Regions from separate parts of the Arachis hypogaea genome. Here regions 1 and 2 are each linked to region 3. Evidence: chromatin contacts called from public Hi-C data. All regions are on one chromosome and are shown on one strand. The core of a region is the stretch at or near the end of the contact, and the rest is flanking DNA. Distances in the headings are between cores, read along the strand shown. Region 1 holds the start of LOC112702122 (heat stress transcription factor B-4b). Region 2 holds the start of LOC112702125 (hydroxymethylglutaryl-CoA lyase, mitochondrial). Region 3 overlaps LOC112702123 (F-box protein At2g26850).

Region 1 (4,174 bases), core at 165-2,664, 46 kb after region 3:
ATTAAGCAAGCTAATTAACAATTAATGATCATAAGAGTACACCCTAAACTAATTAATAATAAAGGATTAATCTTGTTGAAAAATATTATCTGGGTGTAATCTCTTTTTACCACTAAGAGGAACACCAAAGAGCTTCACTGAAGAAGAACTACAATTATTATTATTGAAATCATCATCATCATCATCATCATCATCAACATGATCGTCACTAATACTCATCATCATTCTACTCCCCTTTGGTGATGAATAATCCAACTCCACAAGCTTTGGAATAGTTGTTTGATTATGATGAAAGGGAGAAGAAGCAGGTTTGAGATGGTTTTGGATGAAGTATATGATATCATTGTAGAGATTCTTCATGTGAGTTAGTTCAGATAATAGCATCAAGTTCTTTCTCCTTAGCCTTTGATTATCCTCAGAAAGTGCTGCTAAGATATGATTATGTTGATGATGATCACTATTATTAGTGGCTCCTCCTAATGAAGAAGATGATGGTGATTTAGGAGAAGGTAGTAATAATGAAGTAGGAATAGAAGGAATAGTAGTAGGAGTTGTAGAAGAATCAATCCAACATAGAGCTTCATTATTATTCTCTTGATGATGATGATGATGATGGTGATGATGATGAGGGGTTTTTCTTCTATGGATTTCACATAGAAGATGTTTTGCTCCTTTTCTGAAATACTCATTTGCAAATTCCCATCTATCAGCAACTACCTTCTTGAATCCCTGCTTCAACAACACAAAATGATGCTTATTAATATATAAATAAAAAAAATTTCCGAATATTTCAAAAATACTAATATTTCAGTAATTTTAATCGTTAATTCAGTAATTAAAATATCAATTTTTTTCAGTGTTATTAAAATATCAGTATTTAATAATTTTAACTGTTAATCTCAATTATAAAATATATATCTAAAATAATTAAAATTACATCATGTGACATACATAGGTATTGAGTTGCCTAACAAAGCTGGAGAAGTTGTTGTGTTTGAAATAGTTGGGAAGAAGGTCTCTGGCAAACTCAGGAGGTCTCCAAACAACAAATGATGATGATGTGGAATGACCATCATGACCCCATGACACTATGTGGTCAGTCATAGGATCATCAACTAGTTGGTATGTCTTTGTCAGGAATGGTGCTGGCACTGATGATGATGATGATGGTAACTTCTTTTGTGATGATGAATCCATCATCATCATCATCTTCTTCATCTTATTCATGTTTTCCTCCTCTTCAATGTTACTACTCCTCCTCTCTTCTAGTGTGAATGCCATAACTAAGCTACTATATCAATAACACTTACTAATATTATTCTTCTTTTGATGATGATTATGATGATGCCTTCTTCTTCTTCTTCCTCTCTCTAACATACACTCACATTCACACTCACTGACACTGTCTATATAGTTTAATTATTTAAATGAACAATTTTCTCTCTCTCTCTCATACTAATTATGATTTTAGGGTAAGACTTTAATCTTGACTATCACTAAAAAAATACAAGAGACATATATATAATATATAATAGTTTAATTTCAGTAAACAGTGGAAAGCGTTTTATACAGTCGGACAATCACATATATTCTTTTAAATGACCATTCATGCGATTAATATGATGTTACCTAATTAAATGCCTGTATAAAACTACTTTATAGTGACAATGTATTAAAATTAAATTCAATATATAATATACAGTGAATTTTAAGAAAATTTTAGGGGGTTATAAAATTTTGACATTTTTTATATATTATTATTATTATTATTTTTATTTGATTATATTTTTTAAATTAAAAGATATGACCATAATGTTAATTATATTTTAATTTTTAAATATTATAAAAATTTTATACTTGCTATACCCACTATAATTATAACAACTGTATAATACATCATAATATAAACTAGTATATGTTAAGATTTAAAAGTAACAAATTTAATTTTTCATCATTTGTTTTTGCGTTTGTATATTATTACTATTCTTTGACGCACAAGCATAAATATATAGTAGACACAATTTTTTTATCTCATAAATGAAAAATTCTTATATTTAATGTATTTTCTAAAACTAAATTTCTATATATCTCTTTATTTCATTTTCTCTACTCTCTATATCCTTATATTTTTTAAAAATAAAATTCAAACACAACCTTATAAAGCTATTTTGTCTCTTCCAAAATAAAAAATAAGCATGTTATATTAGTCCTATTTTAAATGCATGTACTGTACAATAGCCGAAATAAATAATAATTTATCTGTAATAATCTTATTTTAATTGAAAATATACTAATAGTTTTACAACTTTTATGAGGTAGAGAACATACATAATGACAATATAATATGACTTTTATAACTACTTTTTGTTTCTCCCTCTTAATCTCATCTCAGTTCTTTACTAACTTTATGAAGCATGTATGACCATGTTCAGTAAAAACAAATTTTGAGTATTTCTAGAATAAGTTATAATAAAATCTCTTTTGATAAAATATATTTTTGGTTTCTAATATTTATGATTTTTTTTAAAAAATATTTTTAATATTTAGTGGTATTTAATTTTATCTCTAATATTTTTAATTTGTGTTAAAATTACTCTTATACATTAACTTTATGTAAAATGTTAAGGATAAAATTAAAAAAATTTAGGAATAGTTTTATTAATATAAATAAAAAATATTAAAAAAATTAAATGAATAAAAAATATTAAAAATAAATTAAGAATATTTTATAAAAAATAACAAACATTAAAAAAAATACTTTACCCTAAAATCCTACTAACTATTTATTAGCTGCAGAAATGGTGGGTAAGGCTGATGCCCCTTGAGAGATGAGCTCCTTTCTATTTTTTTTATTTGTACTTTTTTATTTTTCAGATCAATAAAACAATAGTAGGGAAAATATATATTTTTATATAGGATTCTCCAAATTTTCTTACTGTACAGCACCATTGGATGTAATCACCATTGTATGTTCATGTTCATTGGCAAAGTGGATGCATAACCAAAATAATTTCCATCTAAGTTGTTAGATTATGAAAAAATAAATAAAAACTAAAAGAGTATATGCATAATGATAAATCAGTAATTTTTTTAAAAAAAGTAAAAATTAATAATTAGATAAAAATTAAAGATTTCTCATGCCTTGTGCAATTTCCTAGGCTAATAATTAAGGTGAATGATATAGTATTTAAATTTGCATATTCCTGCAAAGACACACACTTTTTATATATGGAAATGGAACTGAAACTTGGAAGGTTGTGATAATCCTCCAAAAAGTACTTACTTTTATGTATATCCATTTGGCCCACTATATATTACCATTATTGTCAGATATTGTTCAATTTGTTGGTCCCTTCCTTTTTTACCTTTAGATCTAAAAAATATAATTTAATTCAAAAATATTTAGTAATTAAAATTTTTTGTTAAAATTAGTCAAATTTATTTTATTTAATATTTATTAATTATTATATTTATTAATTATTATAATAATTAATAAATATTAAATAAGATAATTTTTTTTTTTGTTTTTCTAACATTATTGATTTAATTTAAATTTCCATCATTTTCTTTTTTCCCTTGAATAAATTCACAACTAATATGTTACTTTGTCCAAGGTTGGGTTTTCTTCATATTTGAATATTATTCATGTCCCTAATTAAAGTGATAGACAATGATGGAATTTGTAAAGTAATAATGTTATTACTTTTTATTTGGCATTTCATTTTAAATTCTTATTACCTCAAAATAATCTTCATATAATTAAATTGAATCAAATCATATATTCTAATAAAAGACTAAGGATTGATGGGATAGAAAGTTTTTTTTTTCTGCCTTATCACATAAATCATGGCTTTTTTATTTATAGCTTATAAGAAAGTTAGAAAAGTGTCACACAGAAAAAGATAAACACTATTGTTATTTTCTTTTTTTGAGCTATCATATCCAAACCGTCCTCTTTTATTTTCTGAGGAGAAGAATTTACTTTTTCTTCTTTAATTTGTTAGGGGATTTTTGTGGGGGATCATTGTTGGGTTATGATCACGAGGATCACCATATTTAAAGCACCTCCAATCTAGATTTTAATTTAATTTTATTTTATTTTAAATTCTATAAAATATTACATAAATATTTATAAAATTATATATCATAAAAATTAATTTGAGATTTAATATAA
Region 2 (4,411 bases), core at 933-3,432, 43 kb before region 3:
CACCAATGTTTCTTAAACTTCACTACTTATATCAATTAAGGTAGCTATAACTATACGCCAAGAAAAATGTCTACATTGAAAGCACAAAGGACTGTGCGATAGGCTCATGCTACCTTCCTGAAATAGACATACAATATTGATTTAATAATATAAAAAATTTTTATATGATTTTTATTTTATATTTTATATATATATGTATTTTTGTATCTTATAAGATTTTAGAATTTATGTATTAATATATTTCATATTGTATCGTGTTCTGTATTTGTATCGGTGTTCGTGCATCATAGGATTTATGTCATTAGATTATTATGATTAATCTATACTAAATGTGTTACAGTGCAATTTATTGCTAAAATATGGTATTACTTTAGATCCGTTTAAAATTTCAAATAAATCATAATTAAGGGTGTTTGTGGTGCGGTTTAGATCGATTTTGAGTTAAAAACTCATCTGATTCGAATATTAAATTTATTTGTAGTGCAGTTTAAAATGTTAGAGATTTAAATAGGACGATTGAAACGTTAGGAATAACTTTAGAACTTAATCAAAACGTTGGGGACAAAAGGAATACTTTAGTCTTAAAAAAAAGATCCGATCTGATCCAATTTCAAACAGTTTTGATCGATTTTGTAAAAAAATTAAATACATATAACAAATTTCTAACATCAAATTTTAAATAATCAATAATGACACAACAAGTCTCAACAATATCTTAAAAAGCAAATAATAACATAACAATAGAAATAAAATTATAGGTTAATTAAAATAAATAAATAAATAATATTTTAAACATAAAATGATAAAATATTTATTAAATAATAATAATATATAAATAATATAAAAATATATAACAAATTGAACATGTTATAAGTATAATTATAAATATAATAATAAAATAATAATATTATAGCACATTGTGTGGTTTGGATTGGATTGATTATAAAAAATAGATGCAAAATCTAATTCAATTCAACTGTTTACAAAAAATAGAATCCAATCAAATCCGAATTAGTACAATTTTAATCAATTTTCTGTTTAAATTAAATTGAATGAACGTTTAACTTGAATAGGTTTAAATTTGAATACCCTAATCGTAATCTTGTTCTTACCATAAAAAAAGGGTTTTGTTAATTAATTGTTACTGAAGGAGTGGAATATGTTTAAACAAAACTAGAAAAGTTTATAAACTATTTAATTTACGTTTATATATCTATGTTAATAACTATTTTGAATCAATATAAAAAATTAATTTTTAAATAGTCAATATTAATTAATTTTTTACTATGAAATTATTTTTTAATCCTCAAAGATTTAGAGTTAAGATTAGAATTTAAGATTTAAAATTTAGAATAAAAATAATTTAAAAAAATCACTAATATTAACTATAAAGAATTAACTCCCTACTTAAGCTCAAAAAATTTATATACAACTCATGACAAAAGAAAAAAAAAGAAAAACAAACATACACGCAAAAGAGATAGAAATAAGTGTTATCCGCCACAATTAAACAAATAAATTCTTCCCAAATAATAATAATAATATAAAAATAATGATTGAACAATTGGCTTGTGTTCTTAGGCCTTTATTGCATATGTCTTATTTTGGTTAAGTTGGTGGTTGAGAAGAACTCTTACCAATCACCGACCAATAGAAAACCATCTATTGGTTGCGGAAATCGAGTGAAAACATGCCACATAAATATCACATACTTAAGACAAAAATAAATAAATGAACCAAATATTATATTTCATTTAATTTTATTGTGTGAGTTCTTAAGCCCTCAAGAAATTAATACTTTCGATTCTTTTGCAAAATGCAAATATTTGAGTAACCAATTTTTTTTTTTGGGAGGGGTTTAATTTAAGAATTTAAATATTTGATTATATTCTTTTTAAATATTTTATGTTAGAATATATTTAGGATATTATATATTAAAATAATATCTAAATATATATCTTGTATTAATTTTATGTTTATTTAATTTGATATTAAATTGATTTTGTTATTATAATTAAATTTATAAATAGACACTCTTGATTGTATAACAATATATAAAATGATATTTAAATACCAAATTTATTTTTGAAATATTATTATTAATTTTTAAATTTTGTATAAAACAGTTATTTCAATATTTATTGTATTTTATATATTAAGATCACAATCACACTTCAAGCCAAATTAAAAAAGGAAAGAAAACAAATTGTTTGGTCGGCTAACTAAAAAATCAAAGATCCAAAATTGTGGAGGGGAAAATTTATTTTTTCTTAAAAAAAAAATTAATATAAAATTTCTTTTTTTTTTTTTTAAATTAGATATTGTGTGTAGCAGAAAGAAGAGGGAAAGAAAAGAAGCGTAGAGAGAAAAAGAAAACGCCAACAACCAACTGATTCCTAATTCCACCTACTTCTATTTCACCCCCAATTTCTAGGGTTTCCTTTCTCTTCTTCAATTCCCGCGATTTCTTTCTCTTTCTTCCCTTCATTCCAGGTCCGTCTGCTTCTTCCGATTCTCAATTTCGTTTGCTCGTCTTCAATTAACCCGATTTCGCATATTCATATTTTAAACAGTTCGCTTTTTCCCTCCTTTTTTTTGTGGTTTCGTTGATTATGACTGGTTCCCTAAATTTCTTTTATATGTTGAATTAATTACTTCTGATTTGAGCTTATGTTTCAACCTTTAACTGTGAGATTTGCGTTTTTTTTTAAATAAAAAGAATAAAAGTTTTTGCTGGTTGCTAACTTGGTATTGCTATCACAGTTGGAGTCAATTGTGATCACATGCAATTTTGGAAATCCCCCTAATAAAGCATGATAATTTAGCAGACAATGCTGTTTATTTGTTGAAATTTTATTGATATTGATCTTATAAAATGGGGAATGAAGAATTCACTTTAATATATGCTTAGTACAACACAAATTTGAGGAAGTTGTGAGTGGAAGAATGTGATTCATTTACATTCCACACCACAATTTTTTGGTCGTTACTAAGTATGAAAGTGAGTTGAAAGTGATTTTCTTGCCTTTGAAGATTGAAAATTTAAACCTTTTATATTCTGAGTTCGTTTTCAATTGTCTCCTCATGTTCCACCTGTTCAAGTAATACAGAGCCGAGTTTAATTACAGCTCATAATGTTTCTGTTTCCTCTCGCGGAGTTTTAATTTGCATTACAAGCTATTTCATTACTTTGTATATGATATATAGGGGCAATGAATTTAACTAAAAAATTTAACTGATTGCAAAGGAGAATGTTAAATCAGAACTGTATATCTTTGTGTGAGGATAAATAGACACATAATTTGTAGATGAAATTTTGCATATACTTATAATGTTATTGGATATCCTTGCTTACACTGTATCTTTTGCCAATTTCCTTCAGTTCATCCACTTCAACATGTCGAGCTTGGAGGAACCGCTTGGTCTTGACAAGTTGCCGAGCATGAATACCATTGATAGGATTCAGAGGTTCTCATCTGGTGCTTGCCGTCCTAGAGAAGATAACTTTGGTATGGGAATCTGCTTTATTGAAGGACGAAGTTGCAGCACATCTAACAGCTGCGAGTGAGTCAAATGTTTCAATTTAAGTTTAGAAACTTAATTGGATTCTAGTCCATGGTATTATTTAGTCATCTCTATACTGTATCCATAACATTAACCCCATCGTATCTTGTTGCAGTGAAGACAATGAAGAGTATACAGCGGAGACTTACCCATGGAAAAGGCACACAAGAGACATTGCTCAATGTCGCACCTTCAGTCAAAAGACTACGACCAAAGGGAGAAACTCAATGAAGTTTGGAATGATTGATGATTCTTTATCTGATTTCCACTCTAGTCCAAGGGGGAATAGCAAAGACATACCACATTCAACACATAAGGTAATTCAACGGCTGCAGTATTTTTGTAGTTATTTTACTGCTACTAAGGTTGGTTTATAGACATTAGCACTTTACATTTTGATTTATGTATAGATTGTAAACTTTGTGATTTGTATATTTCCATATTTTCCTGACTTGATAATTGGAATATTAAAAATTTTCAAAATGGCATAACGCAGTTTCTGGGTAGCATACCGAGTTATGTGAAGATAGTTGAAGTTGGTCCAAGGGATGGATTACAGAATGAGAAGAACACTGTACCAACGGCTGTAAAGATTGAATTGATTCATAGACTAGCTTCTTGCGGGTTGTCTGTTATTGAGGCTACAAGTTTTGTATCTCCCAAATGGGTACCACAGGTGAAGTAGATTTACTGTTGTTATTGTAACCTGATATTGATGCTTTTAATCGTGATTGTGGTGGTTGATTTTCTCCAGTGTTCACTTATCTGAAGCATCGAATGGTTATTGATACAATATTTTTGAATCACTTACATATAAAATTACAATCCAACCATTTCATTCTGAATT
Region 3 (4,091 bases), core at 398-2,897:
ATTAATTATTACCAAATATTTTTCAATACCCTACTCATCCCTGCAACATGATTCAAACAATTACTTAGATCTTTCTCTTGCTTCAAAATTTTCTATATAATATTCTATTTGGGGCAGGGGATTTTATTTTATTTCTGGTTATTGAACGGCCTAAATAGTAAATTTCCAAGAAAGCAAGAAGATATATAACTGGGCATAAAAGGCCCAATCCTTCCTAATAATAATAGTTTTGCACTTTTGCTTCTTTAGGCCATGGTAGCTTTGTTTGTGCCTAGAGTTTTCATTTGACGGAAATAATTTTAAAAGAAGGAAAAGAGAAAGAATATACAAATCAATTTAAATTGGTTAAGTTATTAATTTACTTATTCATCTAAAGAAGTGTTAGATATTTAAATTTACTTTTTGTATGTAGTAACAACCTATGAATCAGTGACAGATGTTTAAATAAAACTCACATTTGTGATATTACAGAAAAAAAATAATATGCAATTTGGTTATGTAATTGTATAATGTTACCATTTTCTTTTTTTTTTTCTTTTTTGGCATGAACCGGTCTGAATCTTGACTTATAAAGACCTAAATTGGCCTCTTAGTTGAAGCTCTAGAAATAATCCTATGTAATTGCATTCTCTTTTTGGGGTCTTGCCTCTTAGTCAATTGGTTGGCATTTGGGCAATTCAAAAGGAAATTGCACCTATGTCCACATTATTATATATGAAATGAAATATACCATATTTATCCCTATTCAAGTGTCTCTTTACTCTCCTATATATGTCCCTAATAAATTTCTTTTAGAATTTAACTAATATGTATTTTAAAAATACATATAAAAAGTTATCAATTAATTTTTTTTTATAGAAAAAGATATAAATTAAAATTTAATTTTTAATATATTTATTGTATATTTATTAAAATAAAAAATTTAAAAATATATATTAATAATAACCTCAATATCTATTTTATACGAAATTCTTATTTTAATAATTATGATATGTATATACAAAAAATTAACAATTAAATGAGTTATTTATATAAAATATATATTAAAAATATATAAAATAGTACATATTTATATACAAATATATAATAATAATTTTAATTTTAGTGTATATATAGAGTATTTTTATTTTTTTTTAATTTTAATGAAATTTTCCCTATCTATTTATTACAGATAATTCGACTCGATAGGATAGAAACTTCGTAAAGGAAGTAAGAGTTTTTTCTATTGAGAATTTGCTCACTCTCAAATTTAAATCTAAAACTTTTTGTTAAGAAACAAAAAAAACACTTATTAAATTGACTGATCCGATATTTATTATTTATGGTCTTGAGTAATAACACATTCCTAATTTTTGCCAACAAACTATAACTCACATAACATAATCTTCTCATATTCACTTAAAAGTCTTGACTTCGAGTCCCACTTCTAACTTAAAAAAAAAAATTCCAATTCCCTGAAATTTAGGCTTATTCAATAGTCAAACCTCCTAAGCAGGGTCAAAGGGCAATAATAAGACCGAATATATTTATTTTATCTTAATAGGGATTGTGGACAATTTGGTAATTTCACGGATTAGGAGGAAGCTTTGACAAAGTGGTGTGGTGACCCACCAAATGCATCATAGGTTTGTTAAACCGTATTATTAGGGACATAGTTTTCTCCGTGACCTTAAGTATATGCTTCACAAATCACAAGTAATACCAATATTAAGAAATCATAGCTACACAACAAAACACAATTAGGGTAAAACATTACAAGGTTGCTTAGCATAAACAATAGCTTAGGCCAAAATATACATAAAAAAGGGACATAACAACAGAAAAAAAAAATATATTCAAAATCAATAGATTTAATAAGTTTAATTTTAATACACTAATAGAATAAATTTTTTTATATAATCGTCTAATCACATCCGTTTTTCTTAGATGATCATTCACATAGCTTTGGAGATAATATTGGTGATGACAACAAAGCTACTCATAAAATGATATATAAAGTAATAAAATAAAATAAAAATCCCTTTATTTAAGGAACAAAAATGCTAGCACTTACAAGGCTATAGGCTATATAATATTACTCTTTTGAATGTTTGAATACCATAGTCTTTGTATTTTTGTATATATCATAATCCATTAACACAAGATCTTGTGTCTTGTGTCAAGTTTGAAAGATGATTGATCTCTCATTTTCTGATGAATTTGGATACATGACAGCACCAACTAGTGTTGCAAGTAGCTGCAACAATGAGAAATTCTTCTATAGTGCACCAACTAGTCCTAGCAGAAGGATCATCAAGCTAGGTGCAAATTCTTGCTGCCAAACAAGTCACACATCACCAAGAACAATTCAAGATGAGGATGATGGAAGGTACTCCAATCTGGATGAGTTTGAATTCGAGACGAGTCGCAGGTTTACCGGTTACTTGGACACCAAGAAATCCCAAAAAGATGATGATTTTGATGGTGATTCATTGCAAACCATGGCATTTGCTGATGAGTTATTCAATGATGGTAAGGTTTTGCCATTGGAGCCGCCGCCACCTCTTAAACTTCCTCCGAGGCTGATTCAGAACAATGGAGATTGTGGCAGTGTGGTGATGAGTGCACAAAGTTCAACTCTTACTTCACCAAAATCCCCTGCTTTGGTGCTAAGGCTACTACCTTTTTCGCGACATAGTTTGTGGAACGATGAATTTGATCCGTTCGTGGCAGCTTTGGAGAAGGTCAAGGATGATAAGAGAGGGAACTCGAATTCAAAGGCGAAGAATGGTCTTAGAAGGACTAGATCACTTTCTCCATTCAGGGGATTCAACCATAGGTCTGAAAAACATGTAGGAATATCCAAGACAAAGATACAAGTATCCGAATCGCATTGTTGTGAGCTTCAAAAGGAGCCATTACTATTGATGAAGCAAGAATCAAGGAGGGTTGATATGATATCAGTTGAAGAGAGCAATGATGCAGCCTTTGAGACAAAGGAAGATGAGAGAAAGAGAAGTGGATTTTGGAGAAGGAAAAAGAAGAACAAGAAAGAAAACAGCATAGTGAAGCTTCTCTTTGGGAATGGTTATATGAGGAAATCAAGTGATAAACACAAGTTAGAAGGTCAAAAGGAATCATTAGAGAAGCCAGAATTCATGATGAGGAAGCTTGATGCTGATTCTGTCAGTTCATCACAATCAACAGAGAGGGATAAAGATGAAACAAGAAGTGACATGAGCAAAATGAGCTTGGTATGTCACAAGCCTAGAGGATCAAAACTTTTTCTTTGTTTAGGCCATGGAGGGTATGTCAAGTGATTGAGTCATCAAAGTCATGGTATTTTTCTTTTTCTCTTTTTTTTTGTTTTTGTTTTTAGGAGTTTGTGAAGGAGAAAATTAAAACAACGAAACAAATAAAATTATGTCATGAAAATGAAAAAGATATTGAAAATGAAAACAAAGATCATATGATATCTTCTTGTTGGAAACCTATGATGACAATGTTTTTCAGGAACTGATCTGTATAAGTATCTATGTACTATGAGTTATATCTACATTCAAATTCAATGTAAAATTAGGTTCACTACCGAAATAGTTCAAAATGCTAAATTAGATTTGACCATAGTTAGTTCTCTATTATAACTTCACATCACATACTGAATTCTCTTTAAAAGAATACTTTAGTTAATCACAAAAAGCAACAAATTGTGTACCAAATAAGAAACTCTTCAAAAATAAGAAACTCCTCAAAAATCAGTTCCAACATAGAGAAAGAGGTGGTATTCCCTAGGCACATAATATATTGTTATTGCAAATGGTCAGTTTGCATATTAAATTTTTCTGAACTACATCTTGCTGTATTGCTACTGATTTTCAAACCTTACTAATTTGAGAATAAGATAGATACTATATATTGTGGAATGAATATTCTATGCCAATAGTGCATAAATGAGTAATTTACATCATTGAAATAATAGGAATAAACCTAAAGTTTCCCATGAAAGGAACAAAAAATGTGATAATGATAAGGGGAACAAGTTAGAGGATAAGCCTCAATGTTCACTCAATCTGAATGAGAGTCCTATATATCCCCTTCTTTAATGTAAGATC

Evidence for each region. A called contact is a pair of places that touch in the nucleus more often than the background predicts.
Region 1: a Hi-C map of leaf shows a contact between it and region 3, with 2.2 times the contacts expected there. The contact joins the promoter of LOC112702122 here to the enhancer-like site in region 3. A contact is called at or near these places in 2 of 8 Hi-C or Micro-C datasets (both in leaf).
Region 2: a contact with region 3 is called in a Hi-C map of leaf, with 1.7 times the contacts expected there. The contact joins the promoter of LOC112702125 here to the enhancer-like site in region 3. A contact is called at or near these places in 2 of 8 Hi-C or Micro-C datasets (both in leaf).

Annotation. Positions count from the first base shown.
Region 1 is chr7:4,669,786-4,673,959 of arahy.Tifrunner.gnm2.J5K5, reverse strand. LOC112702122 (heat stress transcription factor B-4b) reads right to left here and starts at 1,414. Exons shown (of 2, transcript XM_025753040.3): 1 at 952-1,414; 2 at 1-729. The coding sequence starts at 1,281. The coding sequence ends at 67.
Region 2 is chr7:4,759,552-4,763,962 of arahy.Tifrunner.gnm2.J5K5, reverse strand. LOC112702125 (hydroxymethylglutaryl-CoA lyase, mitochondrial) reads left to right here and starts at 2,182. Exons shown (of 9, transcript XM_025753043.3): 1 at 2,182-2,493; 2 at 3,383-3,564; 3 at 3,680-3,881; 4 at 4,061-4,240. The coding sequence starts at 3,398.
Region 3 is chr7:4,716,392-4,720,482 of arahy.Tifrunner.gnm2.J5K5, reverse strand. LOC112702123 (F-box protein At2g26850) reads right to left here. Exons shown (of 5, transcript XM_025753041.3): 5 at 3,869-4,091. Among protein-coding and RNA genes, the nearest start is that of LOC112702123, 6.9 kb to the right of the region's middle. Within about 2 kb of position 1,647, at least 2 of the 3 cell types and tissues checked have open chromatin away from gene starts, as enhancers often do.